Linked DNA regions of Strix aluco: region 2 is linked to region 1. The links are chromatin contacts, called in public Hi-C maps. All regions are on one chromosome and are shown on one strand. The core of a region is the stretch at or near the end of the contact, and the rest is flanking DNA. Distances in the headings are between cores, read along the strand shown.

Region 1 (5,015 bases), core at 1,181-3,680:
CAAAACCTAAGATAAAAGATATGCCAATGTATGAGATAATGTCTCTAAGGCTGAAATCTGACAGCACTCTTCATTGCCATAACTTCAAATTTACCTGTGGTTAGCAGATACTCAACCTGAAACCACTAAAGCTTTTCGAGAATTCTAGCTGAACAAACTTTTGAACCTTACCACATTACAACAAGCATTAAGCACCTTTTAAACCCACTCCAGAAGCTGGGCTGTATTTTCTAACATACTCTCCAAGCTAGCCTTTAAGAGTGCTCAGCCTACAGAGCAATACAGTCGTACATATCTCTGTAGGTTGATACATGTCTGTGCGAGGCATGTAACCAACAGTTACTCCTTGCTGACGCATATGTAAACTGGATGTCTTGGGGGAAAAAAAAAAAGGACTAGTCTAACGCATTTTATTTTACAAAAGGATTCCCCTGACAGAAGAAATATTCTCAGCTGATAACCCACTATTCTTCTTGCCTCCAATAAGCCAAAAAGCTATTGTGCATCAGCTAACCACATGCACAAGGCAATTGCCTGTTATTGCCAGCTTTATGTAAACATTGTAAAGAATATTCCAAACTATTTTGCATATTCAGTCTTTTCTACAAGAACTGTAATAGATTTCAAGCAACTGTTCAGAAGGATGAACCTAATGAAAGACCATTTAAATACCTGTTCTTTCTTCACTTGAAATCTGAAGTCTGAGAGCTTTCCTCCTGTTCACACTATGTTCCAGTAGATAATTTCACATGCTCAATGCCTCAGTGCTTTCCAGAACTCAAAACTTCCACACCAAACATTACTTAATTAGTACACGATGTGCTTCAAAGTCAAAGCCACAAATAATTAATAACACATTCTGACTGCCAATATAACAAGCGAGAGCGATGGAGAGAAGCTGGGACTGTACTGAAGGATGGTCCAGTTAAACTGCCGTCGAGCTCGGAGCTGCCCGCAGCCGCGCAGCAGCACGCTGACAGCCCAGATACACCCTCGCACTTGGGGGAGTTTAAGGAGCACGGAAAACACTCTCCGCCGTTTCCACCGCCCCCCACTCCGCAGGGCAGAGCCCAGCGAACATCCCCGCAAACAAAGGCAGAACGTCCTCAGGCCGGCCCCAGCCCGGCGCGGCCCCTGCGGGTCCGCAGGGGCCAGCCCGGTCCCCTCCGCCGGCCCACGCCGGCCACTTTGGCGAGCAGGGCGTCCCCGGGCCTAACCCACCCGCCGCTGCCTCCTGCCGCCGCCACGGCCGGGGACCCGGCACCGGCCGACCCCGAGGGCTCCAACCACCGATGCGGTGTCCCGCGGACCGGAGGAGCCGGGCCCCGCCGGCTCCAGGCCCAGCGAGGCGAGCCCCGGCGGCCACGACCGTTAGCATGGAGCGACGCCGGCAACGGCGGCCCCCGCCCACCCCCCGGCGACCGTTCCCCCCGCGCGCCCCCCGGGGCCTCACCTCACCGGCGGGCGGCGCGAGGGCGGCCGGGAGCCGCCGGGCTCCGTCAGCGGCCGCCACCGTATTTCGAAAGATCCGCCATTTTCACCCCGTCACCGCCACCCCCCGCGGCCCGCCCCCGCCGCACCTGCCCCCGCCCGCGGGGCGCCCCCCACCCCCGAGCCGCCCCGCCGCCAAACCCCAACTGCTTCCGGACCGGCAGCGAAGGGGACGGCGGCGGGGGCCCGCGCAGCCCCCGCCCCGGCCTGCGGAGGAAGCCTCCCCGCCGCTCCCCGGGTCCGTTTGAACCCCGCCGCTCCGCTGCGGCTCGGGGCGGCACTGATCCCGGCGAGCAGCGGCGATAAGCCGCGCCGAGAGGACATCCCCGGCGGCGGACGGGCGACCGGGACGGCTAACCCCCGCAAGCCCGGGGAGGTCGGCGGGGCCGCCCGGGAGCCCGCCCCACCGCGGGGAGAGCGCCCAGCGGGGCCGGGCCTGTGCCTTCGCAGCGGGAGGCGACTGTCAGCGTTCCGCCGCTCCCTCCCGGCTTCCGCCACTGCCTCCCCGCCAGCGGGGCCGTGCCCGCACCCCTTTCTGCGTCCTCCCGCCGCCGTTTTCCCGCCCCTCGCACTCACCGGGCGGGTGGGCGCTCTTGCTCTTCCTCCTCCTCCTCCGCAGCTCCCGATGCCTCTCTCCGCCGGCGTCACCGAACGCTCTCCACGCCTCGCTCCGCCGCCGGCCCCCTTCCCTCCGTTACCGCGCCCGGCGGCCGCGGCAGCGGCAGCGCCCGCGACGAAGCCGCCGTGTTTGTTCAAAATCACGCGCCCCGCGCCATTCCCCCGCCGCATCCCATAATACTGAGCCGCGCCGCCCTGGCAACGGCCGGCGCAGCGCCCCTCGCGCGCGCGCGCCGCCCCGCCCCGCGCTTCCGGGACCGCCCCCCGCCCGCTTCCGGGGCCGCCCGCTTCCGGGGCCGCGCGCGCCGCTCGACCGGGATCTGGCCCTGGGCCGGGGGGAGGCCGCCGCCGCGCGCGCGCGCCCGCACGTGATTTTACACGTATATAATTCTATACGTGCCGCCCTTGGGGGGGGGGCGGTGTATGTCGGGCCCGCCCGAGAGTGATGCCCTCGGCCGGGCTCTGCCCGCGGCGACGCTCGCCGTCACGTGACCCTGCGGCGCGGCGGCCCCTCTAGCCCGCTGGGGGCGCGGCTCTATGGTAGGAGGTCCGCCCCGCGCGCCAGGGACACGGCGGCGGATTGGCGAAGATGGCGGCCGCGGTGAGGCAGGACCTGGCGCAGCTGATGAACTCCAGCGGCTCTCACAAGGACCTGGCGGGCAAGTGAGTGCCGATGCCGGCCTCCCCGTAGCGGGGCGAGGAGGGGAAGCGGCCTTTGGGTTTACGGCCGTTGAGGGAGGCGGGGAGCGATAGGAGGCTGCCGGGCCTGGGCAGGGGAGGCGGCTCTTGCTTAACGGCCGCGCTTCTTTAAATAAAAAGAAGAAAGAGTTCACCTCACGATTCTGTCTTTTTTATTTTGGTTTGGGTTTTTTTTGTTTCAAACGACGGCTTGCTCTGTGCTGGTGGTGCCCTAGCATCTCAGTGGGGCCTTAGCCCTTCGCCGTAGCTCCCTCGTGTCTGCCTGCCGCCCCTCAGAGGTCGGCTGCGCCAGACTGATAAGTCGGGGAATTTATTTTTCTCCACTGCTATCGCTAACGTAACTCCGTTGTTATTATTTTCCTTAGTTGGATATTTTGGATGGCAAACCTTGGGGTTTGAGCTACGCACAGTGCAGTGTGTCACATAGATTTTTCTCTCCCCGAGGGTTCAGTCAAATGTAAATTCTTTGAGTCCCAGTAGAGTTGCTTATTTTTTAGAGGAATTGCTTCACTTTTAGGACTTTCATGTACAACTTGGAAACGTTCCCCTCAAAATGTGACTTCAGTGTGAACGTAGTACTTCATCACTATTACAGACACTGAGGTTTTGGCCCAGGCAAAATTTAATTAGCTTTGTGAAGCACAAAACCTGGAATTTCTGTTTTTGCAGGAATAAACGCCTAAAAATGCATAGTCGGTGCCAGTGCTAATGTCAAATGACCGTAACATACTATTTGCCTCCCACTCCCAACGCTGTTTCTCATTGAATATGGCATTTTGAACATTTTACTAACTTTATTAACTTCAATCCATGAGCATTACAGTTTTCGTTACTTTTTCTGTGCGCTATCCTAGGGGTGTAATTTTTTTTTTTTTTTTTTTTACCTTCAGAATTGCGCATATGTTCTCAGATAACAACATGGTAAGCTGTATTATCTGAGAATCTAGTCCTGGGCTTTAAAAAGAGCCAGATACCAATTCTAGATGAATGTTCCTGATGTTTGAGCACAAACACTTTGGAAAATTGTCACCTGAAAGGTGTAGAAAATACAAGCAAAAGCAAGGCTCTGACATTGAAAATAAGCAGAGAAACAGAGTATGTTAGTGAAAAAATGTGCCCTATGAGTGATTTTTTTTTTTTTTTTTTTTTTTAATCTGTGGACAGATATCGTCAAATATTGGAAAAAGCCATTCAGCTGTCGGGTGTAGAACAACTTGAAGCTTTGAAAGCTTTTGTAGAAGCAAGTAAGTGCATCTGGCATAATTGGTTGCACGCTGAGTGAAGGCCAGAGGTCTGTGGGACTGCATGTTGGTTAGGGGTGCGTGAGGCTACATAAATACATGTTATTGTGGTCCTGTTGGATCTCAAACACAGCTAGAAGAGGGATCATCATCGCCACGTTCAAAAGTTACGGGAGAATAGACTTGTAAGCTTTGTAAGTTGTTTTAACTTTCCAGCCTGTCAGTGTGACAGTGTTGGAAGGTGAAAACAAAGTAGCATCTGTTGTATGCTAAAATTGATGCTGGATGCCCAGTGGTATTTAAACTAACAATCCCCTTCTTCCCCTGTCTCAAGTTTGAAAAACTGTCAAGAAGAGACGGTTAGGGTTTTTTTGTGTTACGTTTACCTCTATAAATTACACCTATTTTAATTTTTTTAAGTTGAGAATAAACTTAGTGAAATTTAGCCTAAAGGTTTACTTTGTCCAAAATATTTCAGCAAATGAGAACAGTGATTCATAATGAAACTGTAAATCAAAGTGAGAAATTCATTATTATCTCTCAGGGGTTAGAACTCGGGTGACCTCTAGTGTAAACAAACTTTCTGAGAGGAAAAAAAATTCACCTTTTAAAAACAAAGAAAAAAAACCCCTTCACTTGGATACGGTTTTAAAAACGTGAACTATTCAAATTTACTACAAAAGCAAATTATCACTTACAGTGAAGGCACTGACGAGCACTGCATCCATCTTGTGTTTTTCTTCCATGCGTAACTGAACCAGTGGTGAACGAGAATGTCAGTCTAGTGATCTCACGTCAGCTACTGACAGATTTCTGTACCCATCTTCCAAGTCTTCCTGACAGCACAGCCAAAGAAATTTACCACTTCACCTTGGAAAAGATACAACCTAGAGTTATTTCATTTGAAGAGCAGGTGAGCGATCAATGACAAGGGGTTTTGGTTTGCAGGCTTGGCTTTGGGGTTTT
Region 2 (5,015 bases), core at 1,752-4,251, 180 kb before region 1:
TGATTGCCGCCACCACGGGATGCCTTTCCATATGTGCTTTGTTGACCTGCAGATAACACAGGGTGGGGGGAAAAAGCAAAAGCATTAACATCCAACACTCTGAAGGAGATTGTTCCCATACAGTACACCAACAGGACTACTCTTTAGAGCCGTGTATTAGGAGTAAGAGGTGTTACAGAACAAGTTACTAAGGGCATCCCCTGTTTAAAGATGCATGCTATTCTTATCTGGAATGAGATCAAAACCACTTACCACTGTAATCTGTGTATCCTGGCCCATATCCGTAATTGGGATAGTTGTACCCAGAGTAGTCATATCCTCCATAGCCACTGTAGCTTTGATCACTGTAAGCACTATTGTAGTTTCCGTATCCTTGATCATAGTAGTTATTAAATCCTTGATTCCAGTTTTGTCCCTGACCTGAAACCAAGTAGAGCATTTATAAGTTACAGAACATTATTTCACTCCTCTCCTGTGCCACTTGATCTAACTTTCTACAGCAATTTTTCTATGCCAGAACTATTACCTGGAAGAATCCTCTTACCTTCCCAAGAATCTAAGAAAAATAATAGTCTAAAAACAACTGAGGAATCTCATTTGGATATGAGTCATAAGATCCTATTACCCACAACAATGTTAGAGAAAGATAGCAGGTAGTTCTGGTCATAAAACAGTCAGGAAAAACAAAACACAACACTGAAGGCATGCACTACAGCAGCTCCTGCTGTTTTCCTTTAACTTCCATTTTGGATCATTAATTGTCTGAAAACCAAGTTACAGCACAGGATCAGTTTTACTGCTTTGTGTTGGTTCTGACTGCTTGACTTTAAGACTGAGATGCATTAACCTGTAACACGACAGCTGCCTGCTTTTCATCTATTTGCAAGGTGTAGCAAAGTGACTGTCTTCCTCTTCAGTGAGCAGCTTGTGGCTTCTCAACCACGAGCCAAATAGCAGTGTATCCCTTCACGTGGAAGATTAACTGCCCTATACATGTAGCTATGCTGTCAGCTGTGGGTATACAGAAGCACCCTACACCCAGCTTGCCACTTCACCACTTGAATGCAAGCAGAGATTCTGAAGCTTCCACAAGCAGTCACAACCACCAAAATACCATTTACTAACAGGCTACTTTCCATGTTCAATTTAAACATGAGATTTGCACACAGCTCAAAACTTGAGAGTATCAACCAAGACCTCAGTGTTTGGTACAGACACTTAAGCGTTTAGATTAATTTCAACATCCAAAACACTCACCCCGTCCACGCCCCCTTCCGCCTCCTCGTCCACCAGCTGCATTGTTTTTTCCTCCTTTCTGCTGCTGCTGCTGTTGCCTGTATACCTCTTTCGGCTGTGCTACTTTGATCTCACACTGTAAAGAGAGAGAGAATTGTTAACTCGCCAAAATTTCAAGACCATTTTCTGAGTTGCTTTCACAGAAGTCTACAGAAATAGTCTATTTCACATGCCAAGAACAAGAGCCTCCATACCTTGCCTGAACCAATTTGATGGTATCTGCTCTCTAATAACTTCTTTACTGGCTCTTCATCTGTGTAAGTGATAAAACAGAAGCCCCTCCTTTCATTCGTCTTTGTGTCCATGGGAAGCTCAATGTTTTCAATCTGAAATCAAAAGTAACTATAATGCATGAAATCCGTAAGCAATTTTTAATGCTACCAGAACTACTCAGCAGCCCAACATCTTTGCCGACTGCAAATCAGCCCATTGCAACGCTACGGAATCATCAATACACCTACAGTTTCAACAATCCCTAGTTTTATGTAAGTCTGACCCAGCTCTCTCCTCAAAAATTATTCCATCTTAAGACAGAGGCAACACTGCACTTGAAAACCAGAACTGTTCTTATATGCCATTATACTATACCTCGCCAAAAGCTCCAAAGTACTCTTTAATCTGTTCTTCAGATGTATCTGGACTCAGCCCACCAACAAACACTTTTTTTGGTGGCTCCTTCCCTTTTAGGGCTTTTGCCCTTTTAGGATCTATTAGCTTCCCATCCAGTTTGTGTTCCTTCAGTTCCAACACCTAAGAAGCACACAAGGAAACAAAGTCTCAGATCGCTACGGTGACACAGGCAGGCTCTGTGCCATCGATCCAGCAGAAATCCACCCACCTTCTCCACACTGGCAGCATCCTTGAAGAGCACGAACCCAAACCCCCTCGACCTCCCAGTGACCGGGTCTGTTTTAATCGTACAGTCCACAACCTCGCCAAAACGAGAGAGGTACTCTGTCAAGTCTTTCTTGCTAGTGTCCCAGCTGAGGCCTCCAATAAACATTTTCCTGGAACGCAAGAAGTACATACGAATACATGTAAACACACGTGTGTACACACGCAGATAGGTGCAAATGCTCGCGGGGAGCATGGAGCAAGCCCGCTCGCGGCCGCCGCAAGCCAAAGGCGATCGGGAAGCCGCCACCGCCCGGCTCGCCTCGCAGAGGCAACCAGCCGCCGCAGGGGCAGCCCCGGGGAGCTGCTGCCGCTGGCCCGGCCTCACCGTTACAGGCTGTCCGAGCAGCGCAGGCCCACAGAGCCTGCCGGTGACGTCACGCCCCGGATCGGCAGCCCTCCCCCCCTCCCCTCCCCGCCCCGCCCGACGGAAACTGGGTCACCAGCCCGGGACACAAAAGCGGGCTGGGCTACCGGCGTGGGAAGGGGGAGGGCCCGGCCCGCCCGGCCCCGCCTCCCCCGAGCCGCCCCCTTCCCCCCTCCCCCGGCGCGGCCCAAGACTGAGAGAGATGGAGGCGCGGCCCCCCCCCCCCCCCCCCCCCCTCCCCTCCCCCTCCCCAGCCATACCCGTCGTCCTGCTGGTTCTTGCTCGCATTGATCTTGGAGCCCTCGGCGAACTCCTCCGGGCCGCCGCTCATCTCGGTCGCGTCCTCCATGGCGGGGCGAGGGCAGCGGGGCTGCTCCGAGCGAGCGGCGGAGACCTACGCGGCAGAGAAAATGGCGGCGGAAGAGATCCGGGCACCGCCTGCGCCGCCCTTATATATGCGCACCGGCAGCCAATCAGCGCCTCGCTCTCGCCCGCCGCCGCAGCGCCCCTGGCGGCCGCCGCCGGGACTGCAGCACCCGCCCGCCGCCGGGCCGCTGCCGCGCCCCCCCCCCCCCGGCCCCGAGCCCCCGGGCCGCGGCGCCGGTCGGTCCAGCCGGGCCGGTCCAGCCGGGCCCCGCCGAGGGGCCCGGAGCGCGGCCGCCGTCCCCGCACGCCTCGGCCCTCCGCGGTGCTCAGCGCTCCCCGCCGCGGGCCCTGGGGCGAGGCGGCGGCGGTATGTGGGGGGTGTCGCTGCCCTGGGTGGGGACAGCGACCGGGGGACCGGGACAGGCGGGCGCTGGGGGGGGTGGGGGGTGACGTCCGACCCAGCAGCCCCGTTCAGGGGGCGGTGGGGCGGGGCGGGCGCTCCGAGGGCGGGCACAGCCGGCGCGGCACTCCCGCCGCCGGGGTCCTGCCGTCGCCGCACTCGCCTGCCGTGATCCGCGGCGGCTCGGCCCGGCCCGGCGCGGCCCGGCCCGGCCCCCCGCGCAGCCGCAGGGCGGAGCGCCCGCCGCCGCCGCCGCCGCACTCCTCCGGTGTGCCCCGCGCCCCACGTGCCGCTGCCGCCATGGGCGTGCTGCCGGTGCCGGCAGAGGTGCGCGCCATCCTGCTGGACATCGAGGGCACCATCACCCCCATCGCCTTCGTCCAGGTGAGACCCGGCGGGGCGGGCGGCAGCGAACTACCCCCCCCCCCCCCCCCCCCCGCGGCCGGGACCCCGCTGGCACTGCCGGGGGCTCCGCTACCATCGCCGTTATTATCGTCATACCCCGCCCCAGCCCGGGCAGCCGGCGGACGGGGAAGAGCCTCTCCCAGGGCTGCAGCTTCACCGAGGGCGGGCCTGAGTTTCCTCCAGAACCGTAAAACCGTGACACATTTTCTGCCTTTTTTTCTTTTTTTTTTTTTTCTGAATAATGCTCACGAGAAAACACGCCTAGTTTTACCGATCGCCTGCCTCTTTTGTGGGCAGGAGAACAGGGAATTATTCAGATCAAGGGCAGTTCAGTAAATTATTTTTTTCATGAATATGGGGCACTTGAAGCCTCATTTAGGAAAAGCCCTCAAGCGTCAGTGTTGCTCGGAGCTGCAGCACCCCACCCGAATTTGCAGAGAGCCTCAAATACTATCTTGGGGTTGCTCGCTGCCTTTTCCCTTCAAAAGGGTGGGACAGTCAGATGCCTCCAGTGTCACCAGAGCTGTAGTGTGGCTTTTAGACTGGCTCTTAGGAAGTATTTCTGTCCAGAAGGGGTTGTTGGGCGTTGGAATGGGCTGCCCAGGGCAGGCGGGGAGTCCCCATCCCTGGAGGGGTTGAAGAGTCGGGTTGACCCTGCGCTGAGGGATCTGGTGCAGTTGGGAACGGTCAGGGTGAGGTTCATGGTTGGACTAGAGGAGCTTCAAGGGTTTTTCCAACCGAGATGGTTCTGTGATTCTGTGTATCCTTCCTCCAGCATGCACAGGACCAGTCCAGGGGAAGGACAGCAGAGAGATCGTGTCAAGCGTACATGAGGAAGACTGTACTAACAGCAAATGTGTACGAGTGGCTTCCCTTGCCTAGGAGAAAGCTTGAGGCTATTGAAAATGTTGGTCTAGGTGCAGAAGCTGGGGCACTGGGAAGTCTGGGAGGCCAGCAGGAGGCGTCGGGACAAAAGCCATAAATATGCTATTAAAATTTTCAGGACCCTCCTCTCTGAGAGGTTTTGGTCCCCAATCAAGCTCGTGTCCTCACAGGAGGGAGCAATTTCCTTGTATTTAAGACACAAAACGGAATTATCCCTGCTCCTGCCATTAGCCTGTATTTCTCCACGAGACATTATAGGATTTGGTGGATGTTTTTTGCTGGTAGTTTATGAAGGTGCTTTGTGACCCACACAGTGCGTGGAGGGGTGAATGAAGGCTCTTGTCAGGCTTTCTAGGTGTTTCTGCTAACACAGTTTAACAGATGAACGTGACCTACATCTTT

The links. Hi-C and Micro-C count contacts between places; a contact is called where the count stands out from the background.
Region 2: a Hi-C map of heart shows a contact between it and region 1, with 12 times the contacts expected there. The contact joins the promoter of HNRNPDL here to the promoter of COPS4 in region 1. A contact is called at or near these places in 2 of 2 Hi-C or Micro-C datasets (brain and heart).

What each region holds. Positions count from the first base shown.
Region 1 is chr4:85,330,253-85,335,267 of bStrAlu1.hap1, reverse strand. COPS4 (COP9 signalosome subunit 4) reads left to right here and starts at 2,430. Exons shown (of 10, transcript XM_074823898.1): 1 at 2,430-2,772; 2 at 3,973-4,052; 3 at 4,811-4,962. The coding sequence starts at 2,699. It overlaps LIN54 (lin-54 DREAM MuvB core complex component), which reads right to left and starts at 2,329. Exons shown (of 14, transcript XM_074823902.1): 1 at 2,068-2,329.
Region 2 is chr4:85,513,646-85,518,660 of bStrAlu1.hap1, reverse strand. It overlaps HNRNPDL (heterogeneous nuclear ribonucleoprotein D like), which reads right to left and starts at 3,001. Exons shown (of 9, transcript XR_012623236.1): 1 at 2,818-3,001; 2 at 2,135-2,303; 3 at 1,885-2,046; 4 at 1,491-1,622; 5 at 1,258-1,372; 6 at 253-420; 7 at 1-46. It overlaps ENOPH1 (enolase-phosphatase 1), which reads left to right and starts at 3,342. Exons shown (of 6, transcript XM_074823919.1): 1 at 3,342-3,707. The coding sequence starts at 3,624.